2 separate regions of the Xenopus tropicalis genome follow, and region 2 is linked to region 1. A link is a contact called in public Hi-C data. All regions are on one chromosome and are shown on one strand. Each heading gives the region's core, a stretch centred on a gene start, on an enhancer-like site or on the middle of the called end of the contact. The rest is flanking DNA. Distances are from core to core; before and after follow the strand shown. Region 1 holds the start of dnajc17 (DnaJ heat shock protein family (Hsp40) member C17). Region 2 holds the start of vps18 (VPS18, CORVET/HOPS core subunit).

Region 1 (4,296 bases), core at 208-2,707:
TTCATGGCAACGCCTGCAGACTTTCTGTTTGGTGTTCCCATACTGGGGGAGTACTGCACTAAAACCCAAGCAACTGCCACAGAATGAATGCCCACAGGACTTGCAACCACACTAAAACAAGAAACAAATCAAAATTAGATTACAATTTACATAATTTACTTAAAGATCTTAAAGGGATTCAGACACATTGATGACTTTATTTCCCCTATTTAGGGCTCTGGTACACGGGGAGATTAGTCGTCCGCGACGAATCACCCTGTTCGCGGGCGACTAATCTCCCCGAACTACCATCCCAACGGCAAAAAAGTAAGTCGCCGGTGGGATGGCACACGCTGCGCAGGTGATTTCGGCAAATCGCCAAAAATGCCTCGCGAGGCAACTTCGGTGATTTGCCGAAATCGCCTGCGCAGCGTGTGCCATCCCACCGGCGACTTACTTTTTTGCCGGTGGGATGGTAGTTCTGGGAGATTAGTCGCCCGCGAACAGGGTGATTCGTTGCGGACGAAGTTCGGGGAGATCGGGGAGATTAGTCGCCCGTGACAAGGGAGATTTGTCGCGGGCAACTAATCTCCCCGTGTGCCAGAGCCCTTACACTGTTTTTAGGACTACAGTCCCCTACAACACTAGGACCCATTCTATATAAAGATGGGTTGGATATCCAAACATACATTTATCATACTATTCCTAATTAATGTGTATTCTGTAAAGCGCTGCATAAATTGATGGCGTTATATAAATAATAATAATAATAATCTAAAAGGCACCTCTTTCTTGAAGATGGAGAACTTGGAAGCACAGCCAAAACACCTTCTATCCATGTTGCTTATCTGTTGAAATAAATATAAAAAAAACTGATATGAGAAACTAAAAAACACATTTCTATCTACTTTTCAGGAGGCTGTCAATGGCAATATATAATTATGAATTAAAATGAATACAGTGAGTCCTGATGATCTTAACAGTCTAAAGGAGGCAAAGGTAGGATACAATAATACTATAACACAAAGGAGCTTTCATAGAAAAAGTGTATGATATATACATTTTTATTACTATATGCAATACATACTTTACTAATGAATATATACCCACAACAGCAAAGTCCCCTCTCAATCGGGCTTGATTACAACTGAATGCAGCAGCGATATATTTTATTCTTTTATTTTGACACTGTATGATCCTTCTACCCCATGGTTCAGGAAGTATTTTTTGAATAATAGCACCCTGGGAATCGTAGTTCACATACTTCAACTTAACACGCCTGGCGTTAAATTGTACACTACATTTCCCTTAATGCAACGCGCAGCGGCGGTGATTTGCTTTGTGGGTTTTTTTTACATGGCGACGCGCGGTGTTTAGTGGGAAACGTAGTTCCGTATTATAAAATCTAGTTGCGTTGACTAATGTGAGAGAAAAAAAACAAACTACAAATCCCGAAACAGGAAGAGCGACCTTTCCCTAATGGCAAAAATAAATGAAAAACTAGGCACCTTTTCTATCTAGTGTGGAAGTCGAAAAGGAATAGAGGAAAAATGTCTTCTGGAAAGGCTTCTAAGGAATTACTCCAGATGGACCTGTACGGGCTGCTGGGAGTGGGGCCTGATGCAACAGCGAAAGAGGTAATAACAGGGATAGAATGCATACATATGGCTTACGGGGGATAATGTGCATTGCTAAAATTTGCTTCATGCTGGATATTATATCATTAAATTGGCTGGGTACCCTGCTGTATGAGATTTTTTGCATCAAAGTGCAGACGCTTTAAAGCGCATGATCACCGCTGAGAAAACTAAACTTTTAGTATGATGTAGAGTAATATTCTGAGATAAATTGCAATTGGTCTTTGTTTTTTATTTGTAGTTTTTTAGTTTTTTTTATGTTCAGCAGCTCTCCAGTTTGGTGTTTCAGCAGCTATCTGGTTGCTAGGGTCCAAATTACCTTAGCAGCCAGGGAGTGGTTTGAATGAATGGCTGGTTTGTTTATAAGTAATTTATAAAAATAAAACTGTAGCTTCACTGAGCAATAATTTTTTGGTTGTTGTGGTCAGTGACCCCCATTTAAAAGTTAAATATATATATAATATATACACACACACACACATTTTAAAATTTATAGAGAGATTCTTATGAAATATATCTGTTGTGTGACGCCATAGATTTAATTATGCAGCCAGCAGTGAATTACACAGTACATTTTCTAACTTGTGTCTTTATTGAAGGGCAGTTATGGAGGCAGAGGAGGGATAGGGTGAGTTGGTGAGGGGTATCTGGGGCTGCAGGGCAGTACTGACAATTAGCACTGAGGGCAGTGAAGCAGGGGAGTGTGTAATGGGGAAATATAAGATTTAATATATCAGGTGGTTCTTATTGGGCTTGCATGCAGATTTGTAGCCCAAGCTCTGAGCTGTAAAAAAGCATATTTCCATATTTATATAATATGGGTGAATAAGTTTAAATTTTTTTTTTTTTTACTTTTTGTTTTACTGTATATTTTTAGCAGTCAATTAATTATGGTCTTTTATTAACCTTTATGTATTGCTGAACTACGAAGATTAAGAAAGCATACAGACAGAAAGCGCTAACTTGCCATCCAGACAAGAATCCGGACAACCCTCGGGCAGGTGAGCCCCTGTGTTTATTTGTTGTTGTGTCACTCAAAAATGAAAAACCACATGCATACCTGGCCTCTCAGAATAGTTCTCCCTGGTGCTATGGAGTAAAGGAGGGCAGCGCCCCGACCATATGAAGAAATTGAATGCAAAACAGGGATAACCCCTGTGTTTTCTTGTGTTAAAGGAAAAGTAACACTAAAAATTTTTAACTAAAAAATCTATTCTACCCATCCCCTATAATTGCCCTATCCTGAAAACCATTTGTTATTTTGAATGCTTTAGAAGAAAATACCTATTAAACTCGGCTTCCTGTCATTTGAACAAAGGCGATACGGCAATGCCGGGGGAAAGTATCAGGAGATGCATCAACTATGTGGCAATCGATTGATCGAGCCTAGCCTGATGTGCCATACTCTGCCTGCTCTATGCTGTCTGTGTGTCCCATACTCTGCCTACCCTGCCTGTGTGTGCCATACTCTGCCTGCCCTATGCTGCATGTGTTTGCCATACTCTGCCTGCCTTATGCTGCCTGTGTGTGCCATACTCTGTCTGCCCTATGCTGCCTGTGGGAGGTGAACCTGGCAGGGGTTTGTTCTGGGAGTTTGTTAGCATTTGAAAATAGTCATTATATGGTCCCTAAGGTGTGTAATTATGTACTGAGGGTTGCTGTGCTATCCACAGGGGAAGAGGAGGCATATGGATTTAAGGTTGTGTCTTAATATGGCATAATATAATTCTTTCACATATGAAATAAGGGTGATAGCCCTACAGTGAGCACCAACCATTTGGGGTTTTGCTGCACTACCACCATTAATGTAGGTATAGTCTTAAAAGCTCATGTCATAACATGGGTGTGATTTTAAGTGGGTGTGGTTTAAAAAGGGGGAGTGGTCAAACTGGCTTCCATTATCGGCCCTCTACCATGTTGGCCAAAAAAATTCTGGCCCTCGGTACCACAGAAGATGGACAGCGCTGCCCTAGAGCCCTTAACCCTTGAGCTTCATGTCCTGTATTCCTATAGCAGCACTTAGAACTTACATTACCTGAGCCATTTGCTCCTGTCTTATGGCTGCCCAGCGTTATTTCATATGTATGTGACTTGAGCTGATGATTATTACAAAATTAAATTGGGGGTGTTTGTGATGCCATCATGTTACATTGTTTCCTCTGTTTCTGTGTTTTGTTTTTTTTTTTTTTGTAGCTGAACTATTTCATCAGCTGTCTCAGGCCTTGGAAGTGTTGACGGATGGTGCTGCCAAGGTAAGTGCCTGTATATGTGAAACAGATCAGAGCACTGCAGAGAGCTGTTCTGTATGTTAATCATTAAGATTACTATTGGCAACATGTACGCCATACATTAGGGATCCACCTAAAGATCACTTGTGGTTGAGTTAGGGATAGGCAACCTGCAGATCAGATTCCATTTATGACTCCAACCCTTGGACTACATTCAGCGTAGTCCTGTGCTGTAAAAAATATGTTTACACCTTTTAGTTCATTGTAATATAGCCCAAGAAAAGGTTCTTTCAACAAATGGCTTTAGGGCTCCACTGTTAGCTACCAGCCATGACTCCAAATTTGGCCTATAAAAGAAATGGTCAAATCTGGCCCATTGTGCTCTACACAGCACTTAAAGTTACATGTTTGGAAATAAATGTATGCCTCTGAATTGAGTGGGAAATCATTCA
Region 2 (4,026 bases), core at 1,407-3,906, 160 kb before region 1:
ATTGCTTTATATGTTACTCTATATGTCCAATGTATGAAACCCACTTATTGTACAGCGCTGCGGAATATGTTAGCGCTTTATAAATAAATGTTAATAATAATAATAATGCTTTATATGCCATTTTTTTCTGCACATCTATCTAATCCCCCTTTCCAACAGTGAAATCAGTGAAAAGAAGACACAAAAGTAAAATGCTTGAGATAAAGCCCACTGCATATTTACCTACCTGTGGGATCCAAGAAAATCTTATGGACTCTGAAATCATCTTTACGCCCTAGGTCCACTTGATTGGGCTGGTCTGCTTTCATCAAATCTATTCTACAGGAACAATAAAAAGTAACCAGTTATTATTTTCTACTCTGAAATCATTCTATATACATTTAATGCACTGTAACACAACAAAAAAAAGTTACCAGTACTTAGCTCAGCACATCACTGTAATTTGTCTGAATTGCACAGCACATGTATCTGCTCTGCACAATTCTAGGGCTGCCAGTGGGGGATGTGAGAGAGGGGAGCCCAAGAGATGCAAAGATAAGATTTCTGTGTCAAATGGATTGGGGTGGAGTTTAAGCAGAGAATGGGTTGGAGTTTTGGTATAATATGGCAGAATGAAACAGGTGAGCAGGGAATTTTTTTCACTGGCGTCCCATTATATTACTTGGTGAAGTCCACCGTCCAGGGGGCTCCGAAGACTGGGTCCCCGCATCCCCCCTCAAAAGAATGTCCTGCTAACTTACTAGTTTGGCTTCTCACAATTACTCATGATGGCCCTGTACAGTTCTCAATATTCACAAATGCCCACTATTATCTATTCTGTAATTCTTTTGTTTCTGCAGTTACTTTTAGGCCCTCAACACACAAAAGGGTGAACTAAATATTCTTGTTAGTCTTGACTCCTGAAATTTTAGATTTAAAGACATGGGAACAAATTCCGAGCTTCTGATTTAGGGTAGAAGGAGAGGTTTATTTTTGATCATGCCCGACTCCTCAAAGAGAATTGTGGTCTAAATGCTGTAAGTTCCCTATTCTCTTTAAATGTCCAGTGTACCAGTGGCCTTGCATGTATGGGGAAGAACAACTAATCATAGCTTTACCTCAGAATGGAGTCTTTTCCCAAGCTCATACACAGCTGGTTACTACACACAAACAGGCTGTTGATATTCTCCGGAGGGGTGAAATCAATCCTTTGCTTGTTAAATATGGGCATTTCTTTCTCTAGACGAGCATTTACATAACCTGGAAATGAGAAAAAGTGGGAAAAGTATTTAATGATAGTCTATCAGGAAAGCTTTGTACGAAAAGATCAAAAATACAGTCTAAAACCGGATATGCATCCACAGCCCCCCCCAAAAAATATTATAATGCCTTACCAGATGAGGTAAGGCAAATAATTTAATTTTAATATAAATGATTTGCTTAAAATGGATTCTATGGGAGTTTTCTGAATATCAAAGATCTAGATAAAAGAGCCCATAGCTTTACCTAAAAACAATGTGTAATACTGTATAGACATTTTATTAAGAAATGTCAGTCGTCTGCAATAGCGAAGATTTATGACTGGAGACTAATCTCCCCGTGTGTCAATACCCTAAGGATGAAGACACACAGAGCTACTTCTAAGGGGGGGGGGCTGAAAGCTGCAGGGCATCGCCATCCGAACATACCATAGATATACAGGAACATAATATCTTGTTACGCACATCTTTATTTACGGTTTATACTTGGAGTCCCTTTGATTTAGCTTCATGCCCTGCCAAAACACCCTCACTGCCCAAATACCGGCCCAGCGCCCCTCTCACTGCCCGAATACCGGCCCAGCGCCCCTCTCACTGCCCGAATACCGGCCCAGCGCCCCTCTCACTGCCCGAATACCGGCCCAGCGCCCCTCTCACTGCCCGAATACCGGCCCAGCGCCCCTCTCACTGCCCTAATACCGGCCCAGCGCCCCTCTCACTGCCCGAATACCGGCCCAGCGCCCCTCTCACTGCCCGAATACCGGCCCAGCGCCCCTCTCACTGCCCGAATACCGGCCCAGCGCCCCTCTCACTGCCCGAATACCGGCCCAGCGCCCCTCTCACTGCCCGAATACCGGCCCAGCGCCCCTCTCACTGCCCTAATACCGGCCCAGCGCCCCTCTCACTGCCCTAATACCGGCCCAGCGCCCCTCTCACTGCCCTAATACCGGCCCAGCGCCCCTCTCACTGCCCTAATACCGGCCCAGCGCCCCTCTCACTGCCCTAATACCGGCCCAGAGCCCCTCTCACTGCCCTAATACCGGCCCAGCGCCCCTCTCACTGCCCTATTACCGGCCCAGCGCCCCTCTCACTGCCCTAATACCGGCCCAGCGCCCCTCTCACTGCCCTAATACCGGCCCAGCGCCCCTCTCACTGCCCTAATACCGGCCCAGCGCCCCTCTCACTGCCCTAATACCGGCCCAGCGCCCCTCTCACTAGCTCTGCCAGCGGGCTCAGGGAAATGTATGGGCAGGTCCCCCTTCACCCCCGCCTCCAGCCGTGCCCCCGCTTTCTCCCATAACCCATGCCTGTATATACTGTTCCTTACCAGACAGCGGGATATCCGGGCTCCGGCCCTGGTTGGAGAGGCTAGCCTGGGACAAGTCATTCTCATACTGCTCTAATATCGAGGCCATTGCAAGACTCTGGCATGGGAAGCCTACAACCTGTCAGCTGCCGCACTCCGCTTCCGGTATAGCGCAGATCACATGATCTCTCACAGCGCCCAGCTCGCTTCCGGTGCCGTAGGTCATGTGACGTTGCTGTGGCTTCTGGCCCTTAGGTGCCGGCTCCTACTGTGTTTATTATCTGCTACTCAGCCATAATTACATGTTGCAGTTATGACTTTATGCGAGTTTAGTTTCTTCGACGTGAAAAGAAATAGTGCCAGTTGTGTTTCAAAGAAAAGTACCAAATGAGGGGCAGTATAGCCTTCCCTTCATCATAAACGCAAAGGGCTGGACTTCTGCTGCATTAATTATAATTTCATCATACTTTTTTATATCTATGTTTTAAAACGTAGGTATGATAAAGTTTTGTATAGACTATAATTTTTACTAGCCAGGTGGTAATCCCAAATGAAAAGTGCATAGACCAGATTTATATTTCTATAACAATATATATAATATATACTAATATAATATATTAATATATATAATACTATAATATATATAATGATATAACATATATAAGTTGTTCTAAGGCTTATATCCAATAGGAAGCCTAGTTGCCCATGATCTCTGCTATGCTTTCCCGCCAGCAGTAATGTGAGTCGCTAATGGGAAGGTGCCCAAAGTTAGGGGCCCATTTATTAAACCACAAAACCAAGTAATTAAACCAGGTTTTTTTGAAAAAAAAATCGTATTTTTTTCTAACTTCTAGAACTTTTCGTAATGTCCACGATAATTGAGTTAAAATTCCACTACTTTATTGTGGTTTTCGTTAACTTCCACAAAAAGTCGTATTTTTTGTAAAGACTACGACCATTTTGGAATTCATTCAAGCTTTGGTATAGTGACTATCTTTTGGCCAGGTTGGAGCTGCAGAGTGCCATTCAGTCCTATGGGAGGCTTTCCTTGGGCCAGGTTGGAGCTGCAGAGTGCCATTGAGCCCTATGGGAGACTTTCCTTGGGCCAGGTTGGAGCTGCAGAGTGCCATTGAGCCCTATGGGAGACTTTCCTTGGGCCGGGTTGGAGCTGCAGAGTGCCATTGAGCCCTATGGGAGACTTTCCTTGGGCCGGGTTGGAGCTGCAGAGTGCCATTGAGCCCTATGGGAGACTTTCCTTGGGCCGGGTTGGAGCTGCAGAGTGCCATTGAGCCCTATGGGAGACTTTCCTTGGGCCGGGTTGGAGCTGCAGAGTGCCATTGAGCCCTATTGGAGACTTTCCTTGGGCCGGGTTGGAGCTGCAGAGTGCCATTGAGCCCTATGGGAGACTTTCCTTGGGCCGGGTTGGAGCTGCAGAGTGCCATTGAGCCCTATGGGAGACTTTCCTTGGGCCGGGTTGGAGCT

The links. A called contact is a pair of places that touch in the nucleus more often than the background predicts.
Region 2: a Hi-C map of tailbud embryo shows a contact between it and region 1, with 2.5 times the contacts expected there. The contact joins the promoter of vps18 here to the promoter of dnajc17 in region 1. A contact is called at or near these places in 3 of 5 Hi-C or Micro-C datasets (brain, neurula embryo and tailbud embryo).

What each region holds. Positions count from the first base shown.
Region 1 is chr8:115,161,168-115,165,463 of UCB_Xtro_10.0, reverse strand. dnajc17 (DnaJ heat shock protein family (Hsp40) member C17) reads left to right here and starts at 1,457. Exons shown (of 11, transcript NM_001017233.2): 1 at 1,457-1,616; 2 at 2,548-2,617; 3 at 3,810-3,868. The coding sequence starts at 1,530. It overlaps zfyve19 (zinc finger FYVE domain containing 19), which reads right to left and starts at 1,170. Exons shown (of 12, transcript NM_001123487.1): 1 at 1,086-1,170; 2 at 765-827; 3 at 1-111. The coding sequence starts at 818.
Region 2 is chr8:115,324,882-115,328,907 of UCB_Xtro_10.0, reverse strand. vps18 (VPS18, CORVET/HOPS core subunit) reads right to left here and starts at 2,656. Exons shown (of 5, transcript NM_001127982.1): 1 at 2,566-2,656; 2 at 1,098-1,239; 3 at 227-318. The coding sequence starts at 2,653.